Regions from separate parts of the Zea mays genome. Here region 2 is linked to region 1. The links are chromatin contacts, called in public Hi-C maps. All regions are on one chromosome and are shown on one strand. The core of a region is the stretch at or near the end of the contact, and the rest is flanking DNA. Distances in the headings are between cores, read along the strand shown. Region 1 overlaps LOC100381974. Region 2 holds the start of LOC100191581 (IAA17-auxin-responsive Aux/IAA family member).

Region 1 (3,336 bases), core at 456-2,955:
CTATGATTCCCTAACCGACGAATTCAGCTATGCGCTGCTTCTAATCACGATCGCAGTCCTGGTTGCCGCCATTATTGGTACATGGATTTGGTCTGAGAAAAAGGAGTTGAGAGACAAGTGGAGGTGAGCAAGGTCTCAGTGTTCTGACGCTGAGGAAATTTTGGGCCCTAGTCAGCTACCTTCTCCTCCTCTCCCCTTTTCATTGTAGTGCTAGAGTTCGTTTCACTTTTTGACTAGGACTTTATTTATGTAACCGTTTGACAACAAAGCCTATCTGCCGTGAATTGTCACACTGCGGAGGCCTTATAGAAAGCCACTTACGCAATTAAAGATTCAGGAAATGACATCGAAGGGTTAGCAGAGCGCAGATGGCGTGAATCTGTACCACTGCAGCCAAACACTTCACAGCAGATTTTGTAGCTATTGTTGTTGGTAGAGGGTTTCCGCTTCTCTTGTGTAACTGAAAGCTCGTCTTTATTTCAATCACTATACCTTTCTTGACAGAAACTGTATATCTCTTCCAATGCACTGTCATTACTTCTGCTGTTAGCCTGTGATAGGGTGGGCTACAAGATGCTCTACGTTGGTGCGGTTTGCGCAACCTCAGTCCTCCAGGGCATATCTTTATTCTGAAGGTGATGTAACAACTACATCATTGAACCAATGATGGTTATTGCTACTTCCTGATCGGATCGTTCATGTGTTAATGATGGCAGTGATCAAGTCAGGTACCATTTAAAGATTTGTAGCATCTTTTGTCAAGGTTATCTTTCTTTTGGAATCTTGATGCTCGTTTTTTTGTGTGTGTGCATATTATTGGTTGCTATGCTCAGATCTTTAAACTTCAATATAGTACTTCCTGCTCCTGGGTCTGTCAGCGTGGCATGCAAGGCCGTCTAGCTTGTCTCAGGTTCTTTCATGTCACGCCCCATCGCCCTTTTGCAACGGACCTAAGGTGGTAGTGGGGCTTTCAGGTCGCCCATGCAGAAATTCCAGGTATGGGTTCTCTTTTTTCTGTGGTGGTAAACTGGCAGGGGTCGCGAGCTTCAATCATGGTAATGTTGGGTATGCTCGCAACGATGGAGCGCTCTCACCGGAGTAGCCCAGCCCTGGCACATGGCGGCAGGGGACGAGATGTGAGATGTCTGCCATGATCGCGAGAGGTGAGATCAGGTAAAGCGGTGGCTTTTGCTGTACGAAGCAATTGCGAGTAGTAGTAGATGATGAAGCCGAGTTTTCAGCTGAGGCAGCAGGAGGAGGGGTCGTGTCCATCCGTTGGGGGGCCTTCGCTTTTCTGTGCCTTTTTATTTTCTTCCTTCTTCCGGTGCTTGGTTCCTTTGCTCCCTCCCATGCTAAAACTTCCAAGCAATGCTTTGTGGTTTTGGCAAGGCCGATTTGATCCACTTGTGCGCTGTGTGCAGTGCACCGGTAAACCCGTCAAATCCTCAGCGTCTTTTGCAGGTAGACGGCCTTAGTGCCTGAAGCGTTGTGCATCAGCTAGCTGTGGTGCCGCTTTACCAGGGGGGTTCCTTTTCCGAGTTGCAAGTACCCCAGGTGCTGCTGGATGCAGCAGCCAAAGTGGTGATGGTTTACGATGTGAGGCCTCCTTTTTACCCTGATGGAACGGGGCTCTGGACAAGCACTGTGGTGCGGCCCGCGCGGCGAACGCGCCGTGGCGGGCGGCTTGCCTCAGCCCGAAATGTGTCAACCGCTGGCACACGCAAGGAGACGGCCAGGGCCTAGCAGCTAAACCGACCGATGAGAGCCACAAGCCACCAGACGCGACGCATTTTCTATCCCTGTGTGTGTGAGAGAGATGGGAATGAATGTGACACGGCGAAAATGCGTGCGTGCTCATCGTTCCGGACACGCCGCACGAGGTTGGCCGGGTGGTGGTGGACTGGTGGCGAGTCCAGGGCGGCGGTTCCCGTGAACGTGCCAGGCCGGAGTGAGCCGCTCTGAAATCGTGCTGTGCCCGGACACTGGTATGGCATGGGGGTGACGACGGCGACGGGGATTGGTGTGGTGGTGGCCAGCCAGCTCGCGTCTTGGTCATTATGGTCAGATTTTTCTCCGGGAACAGGTTTTCGCCGGAGGGTCCATGGCCTCGCTGTCTGCTTGTGTCGGCGGTCACTGCACTCTGGTAGAAGCGGTAGGAGGAGGATCTTCTCAGCTGAGCCCCTCGCGCTCCCATGGGCCGGCCATTCATTGATTGAGAAGTACATGCGCTTGTTGCGTGACTCGCAGTGCTGTTTTGGCCAGCGGACGTCATTAAGGACACATCACAAGGCAGATGCCGCTTTGCCCCTTCTTGGTATCTAGCCCTTCGAAAATCAAGTCTTAAGACTTAACACTTGGCCGCTAAAATTAGATGCACACTTCCACAAAACGTCCCAGTTAGCCACCTTTTCCACCTATCTTTTTCACTCGGTAAGAAGAATTAACAACTCAGACACAATAGGATCAAACTATGCGAGAAGATTCTAAAGGATAGTCTTATCTGTCTTAGCTAATGACTCGGCCAAATAAGCCTCAAGGGCAACCGTTAAAGATAGGTCATGACAGCTGGATCTATGTGCTCAGCGACGAGTCCAGAGACTCGGCCCACATGATCAGGGACATACCCTATTCACAAGGAAGTTCAGGAAGATAAATATGGTAAAGATCCTATTAGATTAGAAGATTAGTTTGGCATCCATGCAAATATGGCAAAACCCATTTGATAAGGATAAAACCCATGTACCAATAGAGATAAGCAACCATGCAGATGCAGTACAATATAGATTTAGCTAGACTTGGTAACTATCCATATTATGCAACCAACCCAGATACATATTCTATAAGACTAGCTCCAACAAGGAGTTCTAAAGGGTCCTGTACCCTAAATTTAGAGGACTTGGACGTCCTCTACTCCCTCCAGCAACGTCCTCTAAATGGTCCTCTAAATTTAGAGAACGCTGCTGGATCTTCTATATGTAGAGTTTCTCTAAACGGCTCTCTATCTATTTGAATATTTTAAACAACCGGTTTAATAAAACTAAAATATGTAAAATACATTTGAGAGTATGACAAATACGTATGTACAAAAATTTAAAAATTAAAAATGTCTTTAATATAGGTATTTACATATAGAGGACGTGATTTAGAGGACGTTGTTGGAGAGAGTAGATATAGGAGATGGAATCTTTTAGAGAAGACTGTAAAGGACGGATATAGAGGATGTATATAGAGGACGTTGCTGGAGACAGTCTAAATATTGTCTCTCCTTGGACTATAAAAGTACGATCGAGACGTCACAAGAGAATCATCCGATCATATTGCATAGGCAATAGACAT
Region 2 (3,336 bases), core at 317-2,816, 200 kb after region 1:
CACACCGGACACTGTCCGGTGCCCGATTTCCTTCCAAAAATGGCGCAGTCGACTGTTGGCAGCCAGAGAGCCGTTGGCGCACCGGACAGTCTGGTGCCTTCTTCTAGCCGTTGGCTCGGCCACGTGTCCCGCGCAGATTGCGCGGCCGACCGTTGGCTCACCGGACTGTCCGGTGCACACCGGACAGTCCGGTGAATTATAGCCGTACGTCGCCGGTGGATTCCCGAGAGCGGCCAGTTCGCTCAAGCCAGCCTGGCGCACCGGACAGTCCGGTGCTCCAGACTGAGCTGAAACTTGGCTGCTCGAGCCAATGCATTTTCAATTTGCTTTTTCCTGTTTCCAACACTTAGACACAATACATTAGTCACTAAAATAATGTACTAAGTCTGAGAAACATACCTTTATCCTTGGTTTGTACTTTGTCCACCATTTTACATTTAAGCACTTGTGTTAGACACTAAATCACCAAAATACTTAGAAATGGCCCAAGGGCATATTTCCCTTTCAGTTAGCCTCACCCTAGCGGGTGACACAGCAGTCGGAGCGGGGCAGGCGACACTGTTTTTCTGTCAGGTCAGTCAGTGGAGGGGCGAAGTGACTGCGGTCACTTCGGCCCTGCCGACTGAGGAACGTGCGTCAGGATAAGGTGTCAGGCGATCCTTGCATTGAATGCTCCTGCGATACGGTCGGTTGGCGAGGTGATCTGGCCAAGGTTGCTTCAGTGCGAAGCCTGCCCGAGCTAGGCCTCGGGCGAGTCGAGGGTGCGCCTGTTGCTTGAGGAGGCCCTCGAGCGAGGCGTGAATCCGCCAGGGTCTACTGTTTCTGCCCGAGGCTGGGCTCGAGTGAGGCGAGATCGCGTCCCTTGAGTGGACGGAGCCTTGACCTGAATTGCGCCCATCAGGCTCTGCAGCTTGTGCTGATGGTGATTACCAACCGAGTTTAGGAGTGTTGGGGTTACCTCTAATTATGGTCCCAACACTAAAACCTAAACCAAATATACCCTTAAATATTTTCCAGACCATACTATTATGATGTGGAGATGCTTGATTACTGTCTAGAAGATGTTTAGATTAGATGTATCTCAAATATTATGTTGACCTTTATGTGATAGAATTTCCTAAGTTATAATTGCTATCTGTATTTTATTATGTTTTAATATTTTATTTTTTAATTATATTATATTATTTGATGAGATGTCTAGATCAAATTTTTTTGTGTCCCTTCACCCGGACATGTGACTAGGTTTGTATATTGAGGGACAAACCAGTACAAGCACGTTAAATTTAGTGTCAAATTTTGGTTAGAACGATGAAAGAAATGAATTAACATTCTATTTTTTTAATGGTGTTATTGTTTGAACTCTATCTCTTTTAAAAGGAACAATTTGATCTATACCATTAAAAGATTCAAACTTTAGATATATACCATGGATCCCACATGTCATTGACTCATGTGGACTCACATGTAAGTGAGATAGTAATGGTATGAATCCAAAGTGGTGATCTTTTAATGGTATGAATCCAAATTTCCCCTTTTAAAAATAGTATAGATTGAATTCTCCCCCTCAAACAAACCACTCTTCGCTTCGACTCCCACTCCCACTCTCCCTTTCCACTCTCAGGCTCCCACTCCCCCCCTACCGGCTACCCTACCCATCACACACAAACAGCCACTCCTCACCTCCCCCGTCCTCCGGTTCATGTCCTGCTGCTCCCCATGTCGCCCCCACTCGACCTCGACTACATAGGCCTCTCGCCGGCGGCGGCTGCCGCCGCTGCCCACGACGACCTGAAGGGTACCGAGCTCCGCCTTGGTCTGCCGGGGTCCGGTTCGCCGGACCGCCGTGTTGTGGCTGCCACCGCAACCACCCTGGACCTGCTCCCGGCTAAGGGCGCCAAGCGCGGGTTTTCTGACGAGGCGCCGACGCCATCGCCCGGTGCAGCTTCCGGGAAGGGAAAGAAGGTAGCGGAAGAGGAGGACGACAAGAAGGTTGCAGCGACGCCGCAGCCGGTCGCAAAGTAGGTGGATTCGGGAGTGGATCTTGGTGTTTGCTGCCTCAAACAAAAAAAAGGGAAAGCTTGGGCTTTGCCAGTGCGTTCATCTGGCGCCACTAGTGATTTGCAGATTGTGATTGTTGCCCCTTTGTTTGGGAGCAAGTTTTCTACTGTTTGGGAAATCTTGCTGGGTTTTTTGAGCTCATGACATTTGCAGGTTCTGTGACAGAAAATCATCTTTGGAAATTCTGTGCTTTTGAGGGAAACAAAAGGGTAGGGGTGAATTGTATTTTAGGGGATCTCTCTCTCTCTCTCTCTCTCTCTCTCTCTCTCTCTCTCTCTCTCTCTCTGGCCTTGGTATTTCCGATTTGTTTTTACTCTTCTTTAGGTGGGAATTTCGGTTTGTCTTGCGGCCTAGAGGAGGGAAACTGAAGTTGCAGCTTTGTTATGTTCTTTTAAAATCCCACTTTTCCTCCAAATTCTCTACTTTTCTAAATGGGCTCTTTCAATTCGTCTTCAGCTTTCTTGGGTTTTTTTTCACTTTTGTTGCTTGCTCAAAGGCTCTTCTCATCTTTTCTCTGCTCTCCCTGATTTGTTTTTTTTTATATTTTGTACATAACATTTTGGTTTCGCATTACCTTGTTCAAACTCTGCAACTTTCGTCCCAAAAATCGCCAAATTTCTTTGTTTTGTACAGCATCTCCTGATCTACCTCTTCGTTCCGTGGTTGTAAAGATTATTGAGCCCAGGTGTGTTGTGCAGAGCTCAGGTGGTGGGATGGCCACCAATCCGAAGCTACCGCAAGAACACGATGTCTACCACCCAGCTGAAGGGCAGCAAGGAGGATGCTGAGGCCAAGCAGGACCAGGGGTTCCTGTACGTCAAGGTCAGCATGGATGGCGCGCCGTACCTCAGGAAGATTGACCTCAAGACTTACAAGAACTACAAGGACCTGTCGACTGCGCTTGAGAAGATGTTCAGTGGCTTCAGTACTGGTGAGATGTCTCGGGTTACTCTCCTCTCCCGGATGGCACGTCAGTATGTAATTGTGTTTCATTTTGATGTGGATGGTGTAAGAAGTACATCAAGAAGCCTTTAAAAAGCATCATAATTGATTCCTTGGATAAGCAATAGCTTTGACTTACCGTTAGTTTTGAGTAATTGTGAGATTACAAACAATTGAATCCTTGGATAAGCAATAGCTTCGACTTACCGTTAGTTTTGAGTAATTGTGAGATTACAAACAATCTGGCACATCTTCTTTTTTTATCTTTAGTGAACTTTTTATTCCTTGCTAAACAAATACCCTGCTGCTTGTTCTGTTATTGCATTTGCATCAAGT

The links. Hi-C and Micro-C count contacts between places; a contact is called where the count stands out from the background.
Region 2: a contact with region 1 is called in a Hi-C map of leaf, with 8 times the contacts expected there. The contact joins the promoter of LOC100191581 here to the enhancer-like site in region 1. A contact is called at or near these places in 18 of 25 Hi-C or Micro-C datasets (bundle sheath, ear, endosperm and 6 more) and 2 of 3 datasets of contacts at active chromatin or transcription factors (leaf and seedling).

Annotation. Positions count from the first base shown.
Region 1 is chr6:143,892,961-143,896,296 of Zm-B73-REFERENCE-NAM-5.0, forward strand. LOC100381974 reads left to right here. Exons shown (of 12, transcript NM_001361565.1): 12 at 1-502. The coding sequence ends at 127. Among protein-coding and RNA genes, the nearest start is that of LOC100381974, 31 kb to the left of the region's middle. Within about 2 kb of position 1,706, at least 20 of the 20 cell types and tissues checked have an H3K27ac peak or open chromatin away from gene starts, as enhancers often do. A contact at or near this core is called in bundle sheath, ear, endosperm and 5 more, where this site is marked.
Region 2 is chr6:144,095,691-144,099,026 of Zm-B73-REFERENCE-NAM-5.0, forward strand. It overlaps LOC100191581 (IAA17-auxin-responsive Aux/IAA family member), which reads left to right and starts at 1,567. Exons shown (of 5, transcript NM_001137011.2): 1 at 1,567-2,018; 2 at 2,757-2,989. The coding sequence starts at 1,717.